7 separate regions of the Mus musculus genome follow, and regions 2, 3, 4, 5, 6 and 7 are each linked to region 1. The links are chromatin contacts, called in public Hi-C, HiCAR-type, HiChIP or PLAC-seq and promoter capture Hi-C maps. All regions are on one chromosome and are shown on one strand. Each heading gives the region's core, a stretch centred on a gene start, on an enhancer-like site or on the middle of the called end of the contact. The rest is flanking DNA. Distances are from core to core; before and after follow the strand shown. Region 1 holds the start of A130010J15Rik (RIKEN cDNA A130010J15 gene). Region 2 holds the start of D730003I15Rik (RIKEN cDNA D730003I15 gene). Region 3 holds the start of A330023F24Rik (RIKEN cDNA A330023F24 gene). Region 4 holds the start of Cd34 (CD34 antigen). Region 5 holds the start of Ppp2r5a (protein phosphatase 2, regulatory subunit B', alpha). Region 6 holds the start of Cr1l (complement component (3b/4b) receptor 1-like). Region 7 holds the start of Cd46 (CD46 antigen, complement regulatory protein).

Region 1 (2,799 bases), core at 184-2,683:
TGTCTTTAACACACTGCTGGTCCTTTTTGGTATGAAGGTACCAGCATAGCACCACTGTAAAACCTCCAGTCTGGGTCTCCATTTTGCTGCCCATAACTTGGGGCCATTTGTCCAGGCTAGAGTTTTCTTAAGATTTCCTTCACAGAAGATATAGGCAAATTCCTTATGTCAACATTTGACCTTCCTATCTGCTGTAAGACTTCTCTGGAGAAAGGAACAAGGCACTTTCTAAGGTCCTAATGGCAGATGAGGGTACAGTTCCACCGAAGTTCAATCTGGGGTACCAAGGAGTCCATTAGGTTTACTTACAAAGCAGTGGGTCAGAGGTTATGGTCAGGGGCATGGGTGGCCTTGAAGCGGCCAGTAAGGATGTTAACTCACCTTTGGCTTCCTAGATGGTGTTCCCCTCCTTAGTTTTGCCCATCCTCCTTGAGGTATAGATAACTCCTTGAGGTATCATTCAATTAGGGTAGACTCTAACCTCAGAACTTCCGAGGCTGAGGCAGGAGGATTGTCATGTTTGAGGAATACATAGCAAGACATTGTCTCAACAAACAAATCCCCACCACAACAGTGTGGCTGTAGAGATGAGACCTGCTTTTTCTCCCAAAGATTTGAATTCCGTTCCCAAAGCCCGTGTTAGGCAGCTCACAATATTTTTAACTTATTCAGCTCCAGGTGACCCTACTCCCTTTTCTGGCTTCCTGGGCACCTGCACAAACTTATGAATGGAAATAAAAATCAATCTTTTAAAATAAGATGATCAGCAAACTGGACTCTCGGGCTTTGAGCTCCATGAAGAAGGTACAATGCAGTACCTCGGCACACTGAGAGTGAATACTCAGGCTGCAGACATACAGTTAGTAGTGTTTGGCACGCGTGAATTCCAGAGCTCAATCCCCAACGCGGCATAAACCAGAGAACGAGAAGTCCCGTTCCGGGCCAGCCCCTGCAACACATAGTACAACAGTACTGGCTCAGCAGTTAATGGCACTTGCTCAGCAGGCTGGCTTCCTGAGTTCAGTACCTCGGACCCTCTTACAAGGTGGAAGCGAGAGCTGACAGGGCGCCATTGTGCACGCCCACACAATAAGGCGATTTTTAAAAAAGGAGTGAATATGCATGGCCTTGGCATACCTGTCAAGTTCAGAATTTAGGTACATTAAAAAAATAATAATACAAAATAAAGCTTTACAGCATTGCCCACAGGAGAGGTGTCCCTTATTCCGCGGACTGACAACTGGCGGTCCCAGCGGCTTCTCCCCCACTTCCACTTCCGCCTCGCAAGGCCCGCCCGCAGGGGCTCTACCGGAAGGGGCGGGTCTAAGGTGGCTTTACCTCCCACTCCGTCCGCAGCCTCTTCAAAGGTTCTGGCTTGCGTTTGCTTTTCAAATGACGTCACGGAAAGGCGGAGTAAGCCAGTGCGCATGCACGTCAGGCTGTCTTTCCCTGGGCTTCTGCACACACTGTCGGGTTTTCACAGTACCGAGTGTGGGGCGTGGGAGGGCACTACGCCGCTGGCGGGCAGGCGGAAGGGCTTCCTGCGCCCCCGAACCTGCGGCGGAAATGCTAGCCGAGTGTCTTGAGGCAGAGCGCTTCCTTTTGTAACTAGTCTACCACCGCGTAGGCACGTGTGGGTAGGTGTGGCGGTGGGAGCGTGCCTTCCTAGAAGGGAAGAGGGTCCAGCAAGTGTTAAACTGGCTCGTGCCCCAGTTCTAGCGGCTTCTCTTACCTGAGTGTCGCAGGGTGAGGCGGTGATTACTCCGCGTTGTAGCTTATGCTGGTTTGATCAGGCTGCTGTGAGCGCTCTGTGGAGATCTGTCTGAGGAGCTGGCAATGGAGAGCTTACAGGCGCTGAAGTTTAGAGCCCAGAGTTCTGTCCCAGTTGGACAGTTTTGGGAGAAGTGGTAACTTTTGCTGTAAGGTTTGAATCCCAGAGCATAAATTGCACCAGGTAAAAGTTAGAATCGAAGCCAGAGACAATGTAAATGTGACTAGAAGGACGATTTCGTAAACTTAAGTCTGCCAGAGAAATGGGGTGCAGCATTGGTGACCCCATCTTGACAGTATTAACGATTTCCCCCTACCATATTGTTTCTAGGATCTTTCTCAAGTGCTGGGAGCTGAACTGTGTGTGGCCCAGGGAAAGGAACTGTGGCTAGCTAAGGAGGCCATATGTCATGTAACTTCCAGATCTTATGTCAACACCAAGCCCTCAGCTGCTGGTGGCAGCTGCTCAGCAGACTCTGGGCATGGGCAAGAGAAAATGCCCACCTCGAGCTACCTGCCTTCACCTGGCAGGAGAGGTGCTGGCTGTGGCCCGCGGGCTGAAGCCAGCTGTACTCTATGATTGCAACTCTGCAGGAGTATTGGCGCTCCAAAGTTATCTGGAGGAACTACAGGGGCTGGGCTTCCTGGAGCCAGGACTTCACATTCTTGAGATTGGAGAGAATAACTTTATTGTCAGTCCTGAGTATGCCTGTCAGCATTTGGAACAGACACTGCTTGGTACTGTAGCTTTCGTGGACGTTTCCCGCTCCCAACCTCATCCTTCTGTCCGGTCGGTGGACCAGCTCCCGGACTTGAAATCTCTCATAGCTGACGTCATCACACGTTTTCGAGGACTTAAGAAAGATGTGTCTCAGGGAGTCTCCTACACCAGGCTACATTCCTCAGACTGGAATCTCTGCACTGTATTTGGGATACTCCTGGGATATCCAGTCTCTTACACATTTGACCTGAACCGTGAAGATGACAACTGCTTAACCATGACTCCCCTGCGGGTGTTTACTGCCCGGA
Region 2 (3,251 bases), core at 62-2,561, 1.9 Mb before region 1:
ATGACAGAAAGCATGCTATACTTTCCCCAAGTGTGGCTTAGGTCACTTAACACAATGATTTCCAGTTCCATCCATTTTTCCTACAGCAATTTTCATTCTTTGCTAGCAAAATTCAATTGCTGGGGCCAGAAGATGGCTCAGCAGATAAAGACTTCAATAATCCTCAGACCCGGAGTTCATTCCCTACAACCTACCTGGTGGAAGGAACGAACCAACCTGCTCTCTGATCTCCACAGATACACTGTAGCACTTGCTCCCATACTCACCCACATACATGTAAATAAATAATTTTTAAAATCCCATACATGTATACATATAGAACGCATGTTCTTTAACCATGTATCTGTTGATTGCCATCTGGGTTAGTTCTTTATTTAGCTATTGTGAATAGTGCAGCAATAAACTTGGGTGTATTGGTGTCTTTGTGATGTGCTGACTTAGAATTCCTCCGGATTTATCAATTTGTATGTGTGCGCGTGCATGTGCTTGTGCACGCGAACTGCTTAAGACCCTCTATTCCTCACAGGCCACAAGATCTCAGGCAGGTGATCTCCCCTGAATGAAAGTAAGAAAGCTCACTGCAGGTGCCTGCACCAAGAAGTGGCTGCCCTGCAGTCTTTTCCTGGGCACCTGGGGCTGCCTGGGCTTTCTCCATCTCCTGGTGGGCACAAAGATGTTTGACCACAGACTCCACGTATCGGAGCAAAACCGAAATCACAGAAGCATGATGGACAGGAGACAGGGCAGGTCACACAGGTATGGAGACTAAGGACAGGAATGGTTAGCTTCTAAATGTCCACGCTGAGGACTTCCCGTGTGTCTGGCGTGAGTAGCCAGAAGACGGACTGTGACCACCTGCCATTGTCCCACTGGGCTCCCTTCCCACAGTGCGACCTCTCCGAAACTGTTCTTGGCATGACCGTGACCACAGTGGATGGCTCAGGACTGAGAAGCAAGGCCTGCCTCGGGCAGCTCTGGCCCTAATGGGCCAGCCCAGGTCTCTTAAGCACAGCCTCTCCAGTTCCAGAAAACTCATGGGTAGGCTCCACAGGGCTGGGCCCTAGGTCAGCCAAACTTTAGCACGAAAAAAATGAAAATTCTGGAGCCAGCCCTATGGCAATGATTAAGAGCTTGACGATGGTCAGCTCTGTGACCTGGACAGCATACTTTTTGTTTGAGGTGACCGAACGGGTGCAGTGCGAGCTACGGCCCCTTTAAGACAGCGAAACTCGAACTTTCTATCCCGGCTTCTCGGCAGCGCGCTTACGTCACAGCGTTCTCCGTGAAGGGGCGGGGCTGATGACTCACGCAGTCGGGCCTCCGCCCTTCCGGGCCGCGCGCACGTGAGCGCGCCGCTCCGCCTGTCTAATTTTAGCTCTGAGGTGTCAGGGTCGTGCGAGGTGAGGCGGCGGGGTCGCAACGGGCTCGGGTGGGGTCCTCACGTGACTCCGTGAGGCGGCATGCTCAGGTGGGGGTTCCCCTCAGGACTGGGGGGCCGGAGTCACGTGAGGTGAGGCGGGTCGTGATGGGTTTGGGTAAGGGTCCCCTCGCGACGAGGATGGGGTTGCATGAGGTGAGGCGGCAAGCCCTGGTCCTCTTGGTGAGCGGGGTCTTCAGGTCACGTGAAGTGACTGCACAAGGTCTCCACAGCTCGGACACGGGACCCCTCAGGAGTGGGTCGCCAGGTTCATCTGAGGTGAGGCGTTGTGTGGGGTGTCCTCTCCGGGTCACGTAGGTGCACCCGTGGGGTCAGTCGGCAGAGCCCGGGGCAGCTGAGCCCGACTGTGTGGACAGCCCTTGCACTGCAGGTCCAGAGCGATGTCAGTCAGAGAGGTGTGGCATCTGGGTCTGTGGGCCACACCTCTTTCAACCGAAGCAAGTTCTAGAAAGTCCCCTGGTGGGTGAAACTTATCAGAGTTCAAGTTTAGGTAGTGTTGGGTTGTAATGAAAACTTGTGAAGAGCGAGAGTAAACGTGGTGGCTGACCCTGCGACCAGCTGAGGAGACCCTGGCCCGGGGTCTTACTAAGGGGCTTCCGATCTCTGTATCTTCCCTGCTGAACTCAAGATGGTTTCCTGCATGTCTGTGAGGAGTGGAGGAGGACATGTCTGTCATCCAGAGTAACCGGGTCAAGGATGTGTGGTTAGATTGGAAAGGAAGACATCTGCTTGCATCAGCTCAACTTTGAAGACAGGGGGTGCACTGACCCCCACCCTCTCTCCCATCTCACATGAGGATGACCAGAGAGGGTTGGTGTTCGAGATTTGCCATAATGTGTGGGATCAGGAACCAGATAAAAGTTTAGTGTTGAAGAAATGAATGCCAGGCACCTTGTAAAATTGGCACCGCAGCCCTGTCATCAGAAAGTGAGCTGTTCTTTTGACACACAGAGTTGTTTGCCATGTCACAGTGACCTGCATTCTGTTAGTGAGGGAGCCTCAGGTTTCACATGGGTTGTCTCTGTATAAGCTGTAAAATGATAGCCTCTGGCCTTTATGGTATTGGGAAACTTGAAGTGTTTAATGATAAAAGTGGTTTCTAATGGTTGAGTGCTTCAGTTTCTTCTTTCCAACCCCCTATCCCCACTTTTTAAAAGAAAGGTTAATCGTGGAGAATGTGACAAGAATGAGAGAATCTGGTGTGTTCTTTCGTTTGCATTCCAAAAATAAATACAACCCTTCTGAGTTCATATGCAAACATGGATGTGCAAACATTTTAGAACTTTAGTCCCTGTAATTATCCACCTCTAACCAGTTTAAAGGACCTGAAGGTTGGGCTGGAAAGATGACTTAGCAGTTAAGAGCACTGGCTGCTCTTCCAGAGGACCACATGGCAACTCACAGCTGTCTGTAACCCCTGTTCCAGGGGACCAACTCCCTCATACATGCAGGCAAAACACAATGTACATAAAATAAAAATATTAGAAAAGACTTGAAGATTAAAATCCAGTATTGGCATTTTATATAGCAATAGCTGGCTCTTGACCAGTGTTTCAACCTTTCTAATGTCGTGACCCTTTAATACAGATTGTGGTGTTGTAACCCCCACCATAAAATTATTTTTGTTGGTCGTTCATAACTAATTTTGCTACTGGTATGATTCATGATGTAAATATATGATTTGCAAGATATCTAATATGCAACCCCTGGAAGGGTAGTTCAACCCCCAAAGGGGTCTTAACTCCCAGGTTGAGAACCACTGCTCTTGATCCTATTTTTTTTCTTTTTTTTAATTAGGTATTTTCTTCATTTA
Region 3 (2,989 bases), core at 344-2,843, 1.8 Mb after region 1:
AATAAGTTATATATATAATAGTTGGAACATGAGCCTTGTTGAATGTGTCTGGTTATGTAGGGTTCATTGGGTTAGTATCTGAGCTATTCTTTGTAGCATTGTCAGGAAAGGGGATGTTAGAAGCTGTGCTTTGCTGCTAAGAGTTGTCACTACCCTAAAGTAACTTGTACCTGGCTCTGAAGCATCAGTGGAACTTTCCTCATAAGAGTTTCCAGGTATGTGGATGTGTTAAAGTATTGCTCAAGGACTGGGGGTTCATCTGGTTACCCATCCTAGGGAAGAAACAGGTATTGGCTATGTTAGGTCTAGGCTTGGCCATCATTCTGTTGTCTTTTTTGTTGTCAGAAGGATCTTGGGAAGAAATGACTCAGCAACAAATCTTAGATGTGTGGCCTTCCTGCCTTTGGGGAAGTAATTGAACATACCTAACTAGATTCTAAAATTTTAAACACTGAATGAATAGACGTACATTACTCTGGATTTCTTCAGGCTGCTGTTTGGTTTATTCTTTAAAATACCTGATCTGATAGAAGGATCTCATTTGTGGAGTTAGCAAAAAAAATGTTTTAATTATGCTTTTTAGCCTTAGGAAATTCAGGATTTAAAAGTCCTGATTTCATGCCCCAAAACAAAACAAACAAACAAGCAAAATGAACAAAAAAAAGAGATGAAATAAAAAGGCAAAAATAATGTCAGAAAAATAATGTCTGGGCACCATGATTATAATTTTGGACTTGTCGTGACAGAAAGAGTTAATGAAATGGTGGTCTCATGGTGAGGACTATTTTAGCCTATGGCTAGGAGAAGCCCATATGGCTCAAGAAAAGATGATGCAATATTTAGTTAAGGACAGCCCTGGTTGATTTGAGCCCTGGGAGCTGCCATTCAAAGAGTTAAAGCTAGTCTTATTCCCATGAATCTCAAAGTGAAGAAGAAAGGCTGCAGAAATAGGGACCTGTGTGTTACGGAGCTGTTAGGTAAGAAAAAGAAAGAAAGAAAGGAAAAAAAAAAAAACCAGGCTAAAATGTGTGGCCAAGAAAACAGAATGTAGGTCCAACTTTTTTTTTTCCTTGTTTGACCAGCCTTGGCACTGCCCTCTGCCTCTCCAGAGGGAAAGCTGCAGTTCTGCTTCTGCAACACAAGGAGCAGACTGGAGAATTTAGATCTGCGTCACAGCGCTCAGAGAGAGAGAGAGAGAGAGAGAGAGAGAGAGAGAGAGAGAGAGAGAGAGAGAGAGAGAGAGAGAGAGAGAGGAGGGGGAGAGGGGAGAGAGACAGAGGAGAGAGAGGGATAGAAGAGAGAGGGGGGAGGAGACAGGAGAAGGGGGGGAGAGAGAGAGAAGGAGAGAGAGAGCCAGCATGAGCATACAAGCTGTCGATAGGTCTGCTAGCAGCAGCCGTGCTGCAGCGGAGAGAAAAATCAAGAAACAAGTCATAGCAACACTGGGCACCAGGTTCTGCCAAGCGTTCAGAAATCTGTTGGGTGTCCAGAGGCCTCTGGGTAGCCTAGGCTAAGATGTCACGCAAGGTGGCACAGGCAGTTCCCATGGGGAGTACGTGGGAACGGGTGGGGGCAGGAGTGAGTACAAGAGTTGGTAGGGTGGCAGTGGAAGGCTTAATCAGAGTGGATTCTGGAACATTCAGGACTGCGGCACCTTGTATCTGGACAGGGATTTGGGACTGTGCAGGAGACGACTGGTGGTCCAGTGTGGCTTAAGGACTTGATGGCGTAACCCACTTCTTCCACGTATGTATTTCTTGTGATAAGGGCAATGTCTAGGGTATGTGGGTGCTGTTTTTCTTACCTTCTTTCTTGCCTTTTGCTGTCTTTTTCCCTTGGAGGTTTATTTTATTTTATTTTTACTTTAATTTCTTCTCCCTTAGTGTCATCTATTTAAGTCTGACCAGGATAGAGGAGAGGAGTGAACCATCCCCGGCTTCCCACTTAACCTTTCACCCTTTACCCTGTTTTCTGTTGGTGGATGGAGAGACTGGTTTTCCAGGTTGTTTGGGTGTCAGTGTCCATCTGTGCAGGCTTATGGGAAAGGAAGAGAGTGAGAAGTGACAAGAAGCAGGCAAGAGGGACTGTTTTTCCAGGCATTCTCTTATTAAAACGTCTAGTTGTGGGCATCTGGGGTGGTGGAAGAGCATCGGCATAGGGTAGGGTGTGGGCTGAGAGAAGTGGGGTGATGCTGGGAGGTTGTCACTGCGTAGTTGAGAAAAGTGGGGAATGATGACGCAGTCACTGTTGCATCTTGTTAGGAGCTCTGTGGAGACAGGTAGTGAAGCTCCTGGGATCTGTGGGACCAGCAGAAGGGTTAAAGATGAGTCTAGGTGGGAAGCTAACATTTAGAGATTAAATGTCATCCTTTTGGCGTTGGAAAGTTGTTTACCTTGCTTTCTCTGTGTCTCCATGTTGGCTCCCTTCCAGTTCACATGTGATGGCCTTCCCTGTACTGCTGCATCATTAACTAAGTGACTGAGCTGGCCTTCCATTGGCCAGGGGAGGGCTCTTATTTCAGACACTTCCTCTCATTGGTGGGAGGGCCAATGGCAGGTGAAAACCTCTTTTTGATTGGCTAAGGACAGAGTATCAAATCTGAATTTGCATTTCACTTGCTTAAAGGGGAGGGAGAGAAGCCCAGCAGCTTCTAAAATCTCTTTTAGGGGTGTGCGTAGGTGAGTCTGCCTGCTTCAGACTGCCCAACTGAAGCGTCTTCCTTTACCTTTTTTTAAATTTCAGGAACTATGAGGAAGAGCTTAAAATGCCTCAAACTTTTTTTTTTTTTTTTGGAGGGAGGAGACTGGGGAGATGGATTTGAAGAGGATTGAACAAATTGGAAGAAAATATTTGTCCTCTGCTTTGGTGTCAGAAAAGGGAATTTTCCAATCTGCCACACCTCAGTGTTGCGGCAAAAATAATTCTTGGCTCCCCTGGAAACTATCGGGCAAGGTAGGGCAGAACTGCTGCTGCTGTCGCCATTACCCTG
Region 4 (3,081 bases), core at 144-2,643, 1.8 Mb after region 1:
AGTCCAAGACCAGATGGGACTATAGAGTGAGATCCTGTCTCAAAACACTTTAATTAATTAAACTAACAGAGAAAACATCTGGAAGTAAAGGTAGACTCAAATGAACCAACTCATTTTTACATATAACAATTTACCTACCATAAAAAGTATGAGCAAAATGTAGGTACCAGAAGAAAATCCACTTTTGAAACTGAAGAATTAGGTGTAATATTTCCTTCTTAGTTCATATTCCAAGGACCAGAATTTAATTTTAAAAGTACATTTTGCAATCCTTTCTGACCCTACCTCCAGGTTCTCCATCACAATATGCCAACTGTACTTTGACACAAACTCACTTAATGTCGTTGTATTCAATGAGCCTCTGCCTTTATTATGATGAAAACCTCCGCTTCTTGTTTTAATGGTGTGATATGAAACAGGGTAAGAGTATAGATTTGAGGACTGATACTCTTCTTCTCAACCCCAAGGTATATTAGGCCCAGGGTAGGCAACACAAACAAATGTACTTTCTTCGTGGAGGTAGATCTTCAGAGAAATAAATACAGAAATTTATCCAGGGCGTTTGTCTGATCTTTCTTTCTCCCTTTAGGTTATGTGACCAGACATTATGGGAAAACTAGGGCTAAGTATTTACAGTCATCATCACAGACCCTTCTGTGCCTTATCTCAATTTCTACCTGCTGCTATATGCCTTGTCTTGCTTCTCTCTCCTCCTGCCTTGATCTTCTGACCTGTGACGAGTCAGAATCCTGCAATCCAGCGCATCAACATGCAGCACCATTGCGTGGAGAAGCACAAGGAGTGCTAGAAGGTCTGTTAGGTAGGGCAGGGTAAGAATCTAAGAAATCTTTTGTCTGAAGGGAGGGCAAGAAAAGCTCCCATAGAATCAGGAAACTTAAATCTAGGATTGAAAAGGGAACATTGGAGAAAAACCATGTACTATGGAGTATCTATATTATCTCTATGGTATTGACAATTGCTATGACCCAACTAGCTAAGGAAATATGGATGATCACAGGAAAGTTAATACAAATTCTGTTGATTTTGCTGGAAAATGAGTATAAAAGAGAGATGGTAGGATAGCAGATGGTCTGGACTGTGAAAAGGCTATTAGTGTCCTGTTTGTGTCCTGCTCAATTTTAACATGCAGCACAGATTCCACCGTGACTATCTCTAAAGGTGTCTTGGAATTGTGTTGTTTCCTGCTTAGCTGAAAGATCATACTCCTGTAAACTCAGGCGTACACAGTGGCTTCCTGCCACACTTAAAACTTGAAAATAAAGAAATCAGAAAGGAGAAATTTGACCCTGCCGAGAGGCAGCCAAGATGACACACGGTTAAAAGTGAAGTAGGAACTACGAGAGGGGCTGGCCTCACCAAGACGCAACAGGGAGGGGATAAGCCAGCATCCCCCACCCACTCCGGACAGGGAGCAGGGGAGGAGAGCCAATATCCCCCACCCCTGCGCAGGGCGGAGGAGCGCGTCCCGCGCCGGGCCGCCTCCTGCACCGAGCGCATCTCCGGAGCGGTACAGGAGAATGCAGGTCCACAGGGACACGCGCGCGGGGCTCCTGCTGCCATGGCGCTGGGTAGCTCTCTGCCTGATGAGTCTGCTGCGTGAGTATTAACAGCTGAGGGCCAAGGGACCAGGCTATGGGCCGGGAGGAGGGAAGACGCCGGCCACTAACCTCACCTGGGAATCCTGCGCTCCAGCACGCAGAAGTGAGCTTACTCAGGTAGTGCTGGGGGACGCCAGCTCCTCTGCGTGGCTGGAGGTGCAAAGCTCAAAGTTGAGGCTAGAATGCAGACAGAAGGAAGGAAAAGTTCTGTAACTCTCCTTAATTGAGGAAGCAAGGACCCAGAGTGGTCCAGAGAAGGGTCCAGGCACCCATTGTTCCCAGGACTTGGACATAAAGAATTCATGAGGGTAGCCATTTCCAGTAAGGGCCAGGAGACCTTTAAGGAGGACTGAGGGACATTAGTGGAAGAGTCTGGAATAAAGAACAGGCAGAGAGGAAAAAAAGGACAATTTTAAATTTCAGATTAGAAAGCTAGAGTCGCCCCTGCAGAAACCATGCAGATGCTAGTAGGGAGGTGGTTTGGTGTACACACCAAGTCCTTCTGCTCACCAGTCTTCCCCGTGCACAAACATACATTCATTGCTAGTTGGAATTTTCTTGCTCTGCTTCCCTTCAGATTCTAAAGCTAGTGGACAGGCCAAGACACCTCCTGCTGCCCACGCATACTCTTACTTCTTAAGTTCTTCCCCTCTTAGGTTGGCAAAAAATAGTATTCACTCAGTCTATAGCAAACTTTATTGCACTGGAGGGTGTTGTTCTTCATCCCAACTCATGTCCTTTGAGGTTTTCAGGGTTGTGAATTACTCATTTTGCTTTTAACCCTTGGGGCTCCTAAATCTTCATTGTATATCTTAAAGGACACTCAACATGTAGAGTAGCCTGGATCTACCCACAAGACCTCTTTTCTCCCAGTCTTCTGCTCCATTGCCTTTGGGTCTATCCCAAAGAGAGCTGGCAGAGGAGAAGTTGAATTAGGTTCTGGGTTCTCCTGATTGGCAGCGCTAGACATGTCCATTTTGATGGAGTAAAACTTGCTTGGACAAAAATGCCCAGAATGATGCTACACTGTGCACGGGTAGGTGACCACGGGCTGGAGTCCTCATCAGATGCTCTGTACTTACTCTTTTGGTCACTCAGCTCAGCACTGACCCAAGTCTGGGTGTAGTGCTGTCTTTTCTTATTTCCTCAGCTGGCCAGTATCAGCCTTGTCTTGGGCTGAATGGGGCAGGGTGGAGAGAGCAAAAAAACCTCTGCAAACCTTGGGGAAATATGCTGAAGATATCAGTGTCTCAACTTTAGGGTAAAGGACAGGGCAGGGGCCACCATTCCCAACCCAGCTAGACTTCATAAGCCGGCCAAGGCTCTGTACTTTCTCCAAGAACTTCCTAGGGTTTGTGTTGAGATTCTTCTGTTTGTTAATACTATTATTTTCTGTCCTGGAATAAATTGTAAAATAAATTAAACTGATGAATTATGTAATTTAAAATGTCCCACAGTAGAC
Region 5 (3,194 bases), core at 573-3,072, 1.8 Mb before region 1:
TTCAAAAGTCTGTGTGATTCTACCAGTGGTATATCCTTAATTCAGAAGCACCCCGAGAGGCAGATGTAGAGTTTAAATGGGGTTCCAAGCTGTTGCTGGTCAACTGTTGATTTGATCTAGGGTTTTCTTTACACTCCTTGCCAAACTAAGTCAGGATTCATAGACTCAAAGACAAATCACAACCAGATTGGCCTTGAAAGGGATGCTGGATCTTTGTCAAAAGAATTGAAAAATCTGCTGATCATTTATCTATTTTGGCATGAGCCTTTCTTTTATTTCTTGGCCTTGTGACTCATTCTCTAGGTTTCTATCAGGTTGCAAAGAATTTCTTAAATATCTAGGAACATAAACATCTTTTCCATTAATGACATCTAGCTCATAAAATGCAAAGACGTAAAATTATTAAATTAAAAGCCAGTAATTCTCAAAGAATAAGCAAGAACGCCAGTAAACAACTCATGAAAAGCCTCCAAACCGGGTGAGAAAAGAGAGCCAAAAGGAGTGCCAAGCACTCCTGCGAGGCATTAGGCACGGATACCAATCTGAATTACTTACAAAACCTTACAAAGTCCTTGGAAGCATAGCCGCGCTAACCAAGTTCCCGTTCCACGGCAAAGAAATTACTCTTCCTTCATAACCTCTCCAAAGACAATCGAGGTCTTCTGAGGTATAACATTTACGTCTAACGAGACAGTAAGATCTGTCACCTGGTCCCGGTTTTAAGCTAGTTCTATATAGCTACGTCTAAAGGCCAGCTAACTCGGCAGCAGTTTGTTTGGACCCTGGATGTGACAACTGAGGGACAAACAGAGAAAGAGAAGAACTAGCTAAGCTTGGAGAAAACCAGGGTTGAGGCTCAGCGAGGCAGGGAGTCGAAAGACTGGACGAGGGAAGGGAGCGCAGGTACCTCTGGGGACCCTGAAATCGCCAAGGCAAGGGCAGGCGGGGCAAGCGCGCAGGTGGGAAGGGGAGTAGGGCTTGCCCCGGGAGCGCGGGCCAGGGGCGGCCGGGGGTTACCTTTGAGCTGGGGCAGGGGGTGCAGCTCCGCCTGGCTGCCCTGGCTGCGGAACTGCGACGAGCCCTGAGAGCGCTTCTGCCTCTGCGCCTTGCGCACCGATTTCCGGGTGAAGCCGTCCACTTTCTCCGAGGCCGAGATGGCGGCGCAGGCAACTGGTGCGGGCGGCGACGGCGACGACATCTCGGCGACCCGGGCGATCGGCGCCTCCCGCGGCGGCTGGCCCGGGCAATCGGCGGGGGACGGGCACGGCGGGCCTGCGCCCCTGCGCCCCGGGCCCCGGCCGCGCCGCCCTCGCGCTCCGCGAGCTGCTCCTCACCCGACAGCGCCTCACGGCCGCATCCCCGCGCCGCGCGGCCGCCTCCCGGGGCTGGCGGAGGGGAGGGCGGGGGCGCGCGGGCCGCACAAGTTGCTGACGCCCGGCGACGAGGGCGGGCGGAGGCGAGCCCGAAGTTTGGACGGCTGGGGCGAGCGCGCGGGTGCGGACGCCGGGCGCGCCTCGCGGCCCCTTAGCGCGCGGAGTCCGGACAGGTCTTCAGCGGCTGCCGCCCGCGCTGTCCGCCCGGCCGGGAGCCTCCTCCCGGGGCGCTTCCATCGCGGGTCCGCGCGAGCCGCTGCCGAGCGCTCGTTCTCCTGTCAGCGATGGCCCCTCATCGCCCGGGGCGGCCACCCGTACCCCGATCCTTGGATCCTTGGATCCCTGGAGCGTCGCCCTCGCTCAGCCTCCCGCGCCCACCGGCCGCCCACGGAGCACGCCCGGGAAGCAACTGCTACAACTTGAGAGGGTGGCTGGTTCGGGTGAGGGGGGACTCGGTGCGCGTGCGTGCGCGCTCCCGCGGCCCGGGGGAGGTCCTCGCGGGGGGTGGAGGAAGGAGTTTGACTGACAACTTCCGCGGGGTCCCACTAGCCTCCGGAGTCTCCGGAGGGGGCCGGGGCGGGAAAGCATGCCAGTGCCCTCGGCCAATCGCAGGGCTAAGCGGCAGACGGGGGTGGGGGCGTGGCCTCCCGGCTGTCTATCAAGAGTCCATAGCTGGGTGGGAGGGAGGGGCTACGTGACAGACGCGGGCCACAACCAATCGCAAGTGAAGGCAGTGAGCGGGGTGCCTTGTGCGTCACAACTGTAAAGGAAAGCTCTCGGGAGGGAGAAAGGGGAAACGCCGCGCCGCTGTCGGCTCTTGTGTACGCCTGCGCTAGGCTCCAGGCTGGGATTGTTCTCCAGACAGCGCGTTAAGAGGGAAACTACACAGGCAGCTCAGAAAGCAGAAGAGCGTCCTCCCTCTCTTTGCGCCCTGCTTACCAATGAGAACATGAAGCGAGGGCCGGGGTGCCCAAGAACACCAAGCATTGCGTCAGTCGAACGGGGGCGGGGCCAAGGTCGTGTCAGAGCAACGTGATTGACAGGCGAAGGAGCCCCGGGAGAGAAATGAGCTTGTCCAATCGGAGCGCGGGGCTACGTTCTTGGGCGGGCCTTCTCCTCTCCGGTCCTAAACCGCGTAATTGGTGGTTGGGGAGTCCATTTGTAGCTCCCGAGGTCTTGGCGCCGCGGTTCGCTGATCGCTGATCTCGCGTGGGGTTTGGGCAAGCTCGTCTCTACCACTTCAGAGAGCTCTGCAAGTCTAGGCCCTCTGAAAAGAAGTTTCCCGTTTCGAACTTAGCCCAAGTTTAACCTCTTCTGCTGAGGCCCTTCAGTCATCTGTAGTCAAGTTCAGATTAGCTGATTTGGGGAATCTCTTCCTAAGAGATTCCGTCTAAGTTTTATATTTAAAGCCAAGAACTGCTCATGTTAGCTTTGGGCATCCGTATGATGCTTCAACAGAAAGTGATCCCGCCTGCCCATAGTGCCCCCTTTGCTCTGCAGTCTCTTCTGCAAGTCCCACACCTTTTCCTTTTGACATAAAAACGGAGGTTAAGTAGGCTGGCCTAATGCTTGAGGAGGATCGAGAAGTATGCAAAAGTAGAGTTCTAAACCTACACTCAAAACATTTGCTTAACCAAATTATATAACAACAGAAGAATGTATAACGGAAATATGGTGTGTATACACATATTTTTCCACCATAAAGAACGAAATAACATGTAGGAAAATAGGTCCAACTGGAGATAATCATATTAGGCTGAATAAGCCAGTTTCAAAAACATAAATATCTTGTTTCCTTTTGCTTGCGATTCCTAGATTTTA
Region 6 (2,942 bases), core at 21-2,520, 2.0 Mb after region 1:
TATGTAACCAATAACTATATGTTGGAAAAAAATCATTTTCATTTAACTTTGGAAATACAATAAAAAACAAACAATGCAAAAGACTTCAAGGAAGTCTTTCTCTTAGAAAGTTCTGATTAAGGAGAAAGGAAAGGGAAATTAGAACTTTCATGGTGGGTAAAATGGGCACTCTATTTTGTTCTTAACCATCAGTAAAATTTAATATGTAAATTCTACAGTCTTTTCTACTTGCAAATATTTCATTGCACCTTGAGGCTTGCTAGCTTTTCAAATCTTACCTTGGAGTGGGAGTGGAAGGACCTTCCTTAAAGTGGAAGCTCAAGGGAGTTAATGAGGATTTGGGGTGGGAGATAAAGTACACAGTCTCACTGTGTGAAAACTGTATCCCTGGGCCTGTTTGTCTAGGCCTTCGGAGAAAGTGCATAGGGAATGTCTCAAGATAGAAATAAATTAAGGAGCTGAAATTGGGTTAGATATTTGATGGCACCTATTAAATACCAATACCACGAAAGACATCAATATCTCCATTTCACAGATAAGGAAACACAAAAATATTAACTTTCCTCATAACCAAATTCTAGGATTAGAAATTGCATCTCTCAATATTCCTGCAACCCCCTGCTCCCCACACCGTTTCTCTCACTACATTCAGCACAGAAAAGCACAGCGTACAGCTAATAAAGACAAGCAGCTGGGAGACCACGCGTTCCTGCCGGCTGCGTACGACCCAAGATCTGGGTAGAGGGCGCCCCACGCTCACCCATGGGAAAGGGGCGCTGAGCACTCACAGGCAGCCCAGACCAGCGTTGGAGTCTGCGCAGAGCCTATTTACCGCGGGTTCCCGGTGAACCGTGTGTCCGTGCTTCCCCAGGCCTCCCCGCAGCTCACCCAAAGTAAATGGCAGCAAGAACAGCAGCAAAACTTCTAGCTTGACTCCTCCCCGGCCGAAGGCTACAAGGAGCCACACCGGATCCAGAGGCTCTGAACTCCGAGAAGAGACCTCCATTCCCCTCACACCGTTCTCAAACAACGTTTTACGGCAAATGGTGTAGAAAGCAGTCCCACCCAGAAATGGCGCTGGGTTCCGGAATAAAACTTCCTCTAGCTGGGCTAGGCGCGGTCTTGTTTACTCCAAGCCCCTGGGATTTCTGTGGAATTACCCTTGGGAGATTGATTCAGCAATGCAGAAACTGGTTCAATACCTAGTAGGTCAGCTCCAGGAAGTTTTCCACTTGCAGGAACCTTCGACTCCAAAGAAAACAAGGCATTATGGGAACTCGGTTTGCATATAGCCCGGCCTTACTCCTTTTAAAAATCTGCAAGGGTGGAGCCTAACCCTAATCTGCAACAGTGAGCTGACAGTTGCATACCCTGTCTAGTATACAGTAAGAACCTATTTCCTTATGATGAATTCGGATGTAACGTGCCGCTGGAAACAAAAAATGAAAGGTAAAAACCATAGCTCTCATCTTAAAAGGATTAGGAGTTTATTCTGAAGCCATTTTGAGTGATCATGACCCTGGAACAATGATATGGTCACCCCAAATTTCATGGAAGCAGTTTCATAAAGTTTTTGTGGTTTTACAGAGCAGAGAAAGTCACAAATTAAGGCAAGTTTAAAATATATTGTTGGGTACATACAAGAAGCAGGTAGTGGAAGCTTTTCTATAGGCTCAGGATGACTCTAATGGCACTCGGCTTTTGTATTGGTAGAAGCTAGTTGCCTGATAAGTCAGTAGATTCTAAAAGGTTGTTTGTGGTTTTGTTTGTTTGTTTGTTTGTTTGTTTTGTATCTATTGTATCATGATGTTAGTTCTGACTTAGCCCAAGATAAGGTAATTATTGGTCTCTGGACCAGCAAAATTGCAATCTCTCCAGAGTACTGAAATTCTAATCAGCCAATAGTCTTTGCAGAAACAGTTAACTTTCAGGAATTTCCTTTCACAGTCAGACGCAGTTTCTTTCCGGAAGTTTTTGTTCACAACCATGTCAGTGCTATTCAGCCTAGACCAGGATAGTGCAGTAATGAATCAGGGAGCGAAGCCAGGCCTTGCCATCATCCAAGTGAGATTTGATGGCAGATGAACAATTAATAAGTTTTCAGAAATGGAATAAACAGGATTTGCACTGAATTTTAATTCCTTTCTTAATACTAATGAGAGAGAGAGAGAGAGAGAGAGAGAGAGAGAGCCCTACTCAGAGATTGGTGGTAGTGCTTCTAGAAATAACAAATATAAAGAGCCAAGTTTGGGGAATAGAATTAAGAACTCAAATATTCCAAGAGAGAAATAGGACATGCGAACAAACATGTCCACATTCTGTTTTCAGAACCTGTGATAGGTACTTTATACGGCAGGAAAAGAAATGGCTAATTAAATTAAATCAAGAACATTTAAGTGGGGAGGTAATCCTGTCTGCCAAAGTGGGCTTAATAACCCTAAGGAACCTTACAGGAACATAGTCCTAAATCAGAGAGGAAGAACAATGAGGGCAGAGATCAAAGTTGCTGCCTCCAGAGAGCAAATGATAGCAGCCTCTAAAATGTGGAACAAATAAGCAGATTCTTCCCCGAAGCTTTCATATGGAACCAGTCCTGCTAGCACTTTGGATTTAGAATTTAAGTTATTCTCGAAAAAGTATGGAAGAAGTTATATTGCAGGTAAGTATACTTTCTTGCACCATATGCTATCAGAATACACTGCTATCCCCACATTGTTTGGAGGTTACATTTTAGCATCCACTTTCTTCCCTGAGTCCTTGATGGGTTTAGCTCCTGGCTGATATTTACTTCCAACAATGCTCCTCTTCTCTCACTCCTCATTGGCTTCAAAGATTACAGAAACTTTTTTCCACATGCTTGGCTTCACCGTTCCTTAAATTATCTTTGCCTATGATCTTGTCCTCCACTCTACTATGCCACCAAGGCTCATGAGAATATCCTA
Region 7 (2,881 bases), core at 344-2,843, 1.9 Mb after region 1:
ATTCCAACTAAGTTTGAAGAGAAAATAGTCAAATATGTAATATCAGGAGAAGGTTCTATATATAAGAAAAACAGTAAAAAAAAAAAAACAAAACAAACAAACAAAAAAAAACCAGTGGTTTAAAGTGTCAGAGTTGGGATTGTTGTTTGTCCTGTCCCTCAGTCATTTTAAAATCCAGTCAGAGAAGCATGTTCCTTTACTCCAGAGCATGGTTCTATTCCTTCATGTTAAGCTTTGGTTATTATTAGCAAATATTTATAGATCATATACTATGTATTGCCACTAGGGATCTATCAGCACAATAAAGTGCCTGCTTACATTCCTATACATATATGTGTGTGAACAATCAGTGGAAGAGGCTCACAAAACCAAGACAGGCTTGTCACTGTCTCCCAACATCTCCATCCTCCGGACCAGCACAGAGTCTGGAACATAGAAGGCAAAAGTTGCTGGATGGATACTGATAAGAAAAAATATAGAAATACAGACTATATGAACAAGATTATGTATATATGTCACAAACACAGAGTGTTGCAAAACAGAAGAAAACAGAAGTATTGTTCTTTGTGTAAATTTTATAAAGTAACTAACCATGTATAGTATTTATTCCATGTAATGAAACACCATCCAAATGTGGTGGGATAAAGCTTGAGTTTTAGTTCATGAGCTAAGGTGAAAACCAGAGTGCTACTTATACTTCTTGTCTCAGGAGTGATGTCTAGATTGTCCTTTTTCTACTATGACTTTATCTGTAAAGGAAGATAAGATCTCAGAGCCATTTGGTAATAGAATCAGACACTGTCTGCTTTGGCTAGGAATGGACACTAATTCCAAGCAGGGAGTAGGAGTGTAAGGAATATGATTAAACACACTGTATATGTGTGTGTGTGGGGGGGGGGGGAATCTAATGAAATTGAAAAGCCAAACAAAATAGCCACTTTTTTTTTTTTTTCGAGACAGGGTTTCTTTGTATAGCCCTGGCTGTCCTAGAACTCACTTTGTAGACCAGGCTGACCTCGAACTCAGAAATTCACCTGCCTCTGCCTAAATTAAAGGCATGCGCCACCATGCCCAGCAAAATAGCCACTTATAAACCAAGCCCATACATACTGCCTCGGGCAACAAGGAAATTTGACTTAAAGGGGGAGGCCAAGTGTGACTTTCCCTCCCTTCTAAACCCAGAGTTGCTTGCCCACAGCATAAGCCGTGCAATCTGCTACTGACACAGTGGGGCTCTAAGTGAACATCTACCCCTCCCTCCACTCAGGCTGCCCACCCCTTAACTACTGCCTACTAAGGAAATCTGCACTTTCGGGGTGAGGACTGAATGATCTCCATAGTCACAGCAAAACTCACACATTTACACAACCCTAAGAGGGCTCTACCAGGAACTCCTGAACTCCTCCCAGCTTCCCTGCGACACAGCCTCTCTCCTGGATCGTACCAGATAAATGAGACAGCAGAAACAGAAGGGCCTCAGCATAGACGCCCAAGGAGCACCAGAAGAAAGTGTAGCTCTTCCTTCTGCGACAGGGGTGCGTTGAGTCTGGCATAAGAGGCGCCGCCGTCATGTTACCAGACTGAAAGGGAAACTGGGCGCCAGGAAGCCAGAGAGCAAGTTTTAAGATAGGTGAACAGACGCAACAATCCTGAAACTAAAGTGTGCTGAGCGACACAACAGGTGGGCGTGGCCAGGCCGCTCCTGGCAGGCTGGTGACTGGTAGCGCTAGCTAGGCCAATCGGCTGGCAGTAAGGTGGGGCCTCAGTTCAAGCGGCTGGGCCATGAGGTTGCGCTCCCGCCAGGAATTTTGGGCTTCTCAACTATTTTCCATTGTCCCACTTTGCTGTGCTCCTTCCTTACCTAGCTGCGTTACTCCCAAGTCCTCTGCAGCTTTGCTGCACTCCTCAGCTTGGATGGCACAAGCCTTGTCCTCAGTTGCATGTCAGGGTTGTGCTCCTCTCAGGGCTGTTTTCTTAAAGATGCAGCTCAGTATTCCCTCTTCAGCGGCTCTATAGCTGTTCTAAGGTGTGCTTACCAGCTGGGGCGTACCTTGGCTTACATATACAAAGAGACCGCTTTATTCCAGAAGGCTGGAAAGACTTGTTGGCCCTGTGATCATTGCTCTGAACTTGAACTTGAAGAATAAAAGTGCGGGAACCTATAAAATAGACCTAAAGCACTATCAGGAGGCTGCCTCAGACTTGTATTTGGCATTAGTCACAGCTGATTAGGACAAGTACTTATATTTTCCTCATTTGAATTCTCTTACAGCCTCATCTCACAATCCTCAACTCTCAAAGGTTTTCCCATTGGATTCTCAGCTTCTAAAGTCACACCCCCACCCTCCACATGGTTGCTGTAAATTATTGCACAGAACACTTCTCTGTGGCAAGCATTGCAAGCACACCCCTGAAGTTGAGCTATTATGTTTTAGCCCTGGTTAGGAATGCTTTCAGTGACAGTGTTGACTGTGAACATCCCAGGATCCTGACAAATGTCAAACCTTTGGATGAAGGAGAGGATTCAAATTTGGTGTTTTTTCCAGTTCATGGGAAATATCTTGTTAAACTGTCAAAGAGAAGCAAGGGGGAGTGCGGGGGTGTGGACCAAAATAGGACTCAATCTCCTGTATGCTTTTTGAAGGGTGGTAAGACAGTGGGATGAAAGGGCATTTAAGTGGTAGAGAAATCAGGGTTAGGGCTTTTTGTGTGTCTCGGGAATTATGTTTACATTGTTTTCAGAGGGTGGGTGCAGTGGTTTGAATAGGAATGGCCCCTATAGACTTATGTGTTTGATATTTGGTCCATAGGGAGTGGGACTATTAGGAGATATGGCTTTGTTGGAGTAGGTGTGACTTTGTTGGAGGAAGTGTGTCACTAG

The links. Promoter capture Hi-C pulls out the DNA fragments that hold promoters and counts their contacts. Hi-C and Micro-C count contacts between places; a contact is called where the count stands out from the background. HiCAR-type assays count read pairs that join an accessible place to other places. HiChIP or PLAC-seq counts read pairs in DNA pulled down with a chosen protein or histone mark.
Region 2: a contact with region 1 is called in a promoter capture Hi-C map of erythroid cells, with 7 times the contacts expected there. The contact joins the promoter of D730003I15Rik here to the promoter of A130010J15Rik in region 1. A contact is called at or near these places in 2 of 39 promoter capture datasets (erythroid cells and pre-B cells).
Region 3: an H3K27ac HiChIP or PLAC-seq map of SST interneurons shows a contact between it and region 1, with 12 times the contacts expected there. The contact joins the promoter of A330023F24Rik here to the promoter of A130010J15Rik in region 1. A contact is called at or near these places in 5 of 39 promoter capture datasets (the 3T3-L1 cell line, embryonic stem cells, hippocampal neurons and 1 more) and 1 of 115 datasets of contacts at active chromatin or transcription factors (SST interneurons).
Region 4: a HiCAR-type map of astrocytes shows a contact between it and region 1, with 2.8 times the contacts expected there. The contact joins the promoter of Cd34 here to the promoter of A130010J15Rik in region 1. A contact is called at or near these places in 2 of 39 promoter capture datasets (the 3T3-L1 cell line and hippocampal neurons) and 1 of 115 datasets of contacts at active chromatin or transcription factors (astrocytes).
Region 5: a contact with region 1 is called in a Hi-C map of B cells, with 7 read pairs. The contact joins the promoter of Ppp2r5a here to the promoter of A130010J15Rik in region 1. A contact is called at or near these places in 2 of 39 promoter capture datasets (liver and pre-B cells), 1 of 484 Hi-C or Micro-C datasets (B cells) and 6 of 115 datasets of contacts at active chromatin or transcription factors (astrocytes, double positive thymocytes, fetal liver and 3 more).
Region 6: a contact with region 1 is called in a promoter capture Hi-C map of pre-B cells, with 5 times the contacts expected there. The contact joins the promoter of Cr1l here to the promoter of A130010J15Rik in region 1. A contact is called at or near these places in 4 of 39 promoter capture datasets (the C10 cell line, liver and pre-B cells), 1 of 484 Hi-C or Micro-C datasets (B cells) and 1 of 115 datasets of contacts at active chromatin or transcription factors (astrocytes).
Region 7: a contact with region 1 is called in a promoter capture Hi-C map of erythroid cells, with 15 times the contacts expected there. The contact joins the promoter of Cd46 here to the promoter of A130010J15Rik in region 1. A contact is called at or near these places in 3 of 39 promoter capture datasets (embryonic stem cells, erythroid cells and liver).

Annotation. Positions count from the first base shown.
Region 1 is chr1:193,172,144-193,174,942 of GRCm38.p6, forward strand. It overlaps A130010J15Rik (RIKEN cDNA A130010J15 gene), which reads left to right and starts at 1,434. Exons shown (of 2, transcript NM_181048.3): 1 at 1,434-1,637; 2 at 2,102-2,799. The coding sequence starts at 2,199.
Region 2 is chr1:191,223,143-191,226,393 of GRCm38.p6, forward strand. D730003I15Rik (RIKEN cDNA D730003I15 gene) reads left to right here and starts at 1,312. Exons shown (of 2, transcript NR_151547.1): 1 at 1,312-1,400; 2 at 2,067-2,545.
Region 3 is chr1:195,015,806-195,018,794 of GRCm38.p6, forward strand. A330023F24Rik (RIKEN cDNA A330023F24 gene) reads left to right here and starts at 1,594. Exons shown (of 8, transcript NR_015566.2): 1 at 1,594-1,746; 2 at 2,796-2,989.
Region 4 is chr1:194,937,428-194,940,508 of GRCm38.p6, forward strand. Cd34 (CD34 antigen) reads left to right here and starts at 1,394. Exons shown (of 8, transcript NM_133654.3): 1 at 1,394-1,617. The coding sequence starts at 1,539.
Region 5 is chr1:191,395,219-191,398,412 of GRCm38.p6, forward strand. It overlaps Ppp2r5a (protein phosphatase 2, regulatory subunit B', alpha), which reads right to left and starts at 1,823. Exons shown (of 13, transcript NM_144880.4): 1 at 1,018-1,823. The coding sequence starts at 1,198.
Region 6 is chr1:195,130,300-195,133,241 of GRCm38.p6, forward strand. Cr1l (complement component (3b/4b) receptor 1-like) reads right to left here and starts at 1,271. Exons shown (of 10, transcript NM_013499.2): 1 at 889-1,271. The coding sequence starts at 1,006. Gm32313 (a long non-coding RNA gene) reads left to right here and starts at 1,145. Exons shown (of 3, transcript XR_865921.3): 1 at 1,145-2,659.
Region 7 is chr1:195,090,655-195,093,535 of GRCm38.p6, forward strand. Cd46 (CD46 antigen, complement regulatory protein) reads right to left here and starts at 1,594. Exons shown (of 11, transcript NM_010778.4): 1 at 1,445-1,594. The coding sequence starts at 1,571.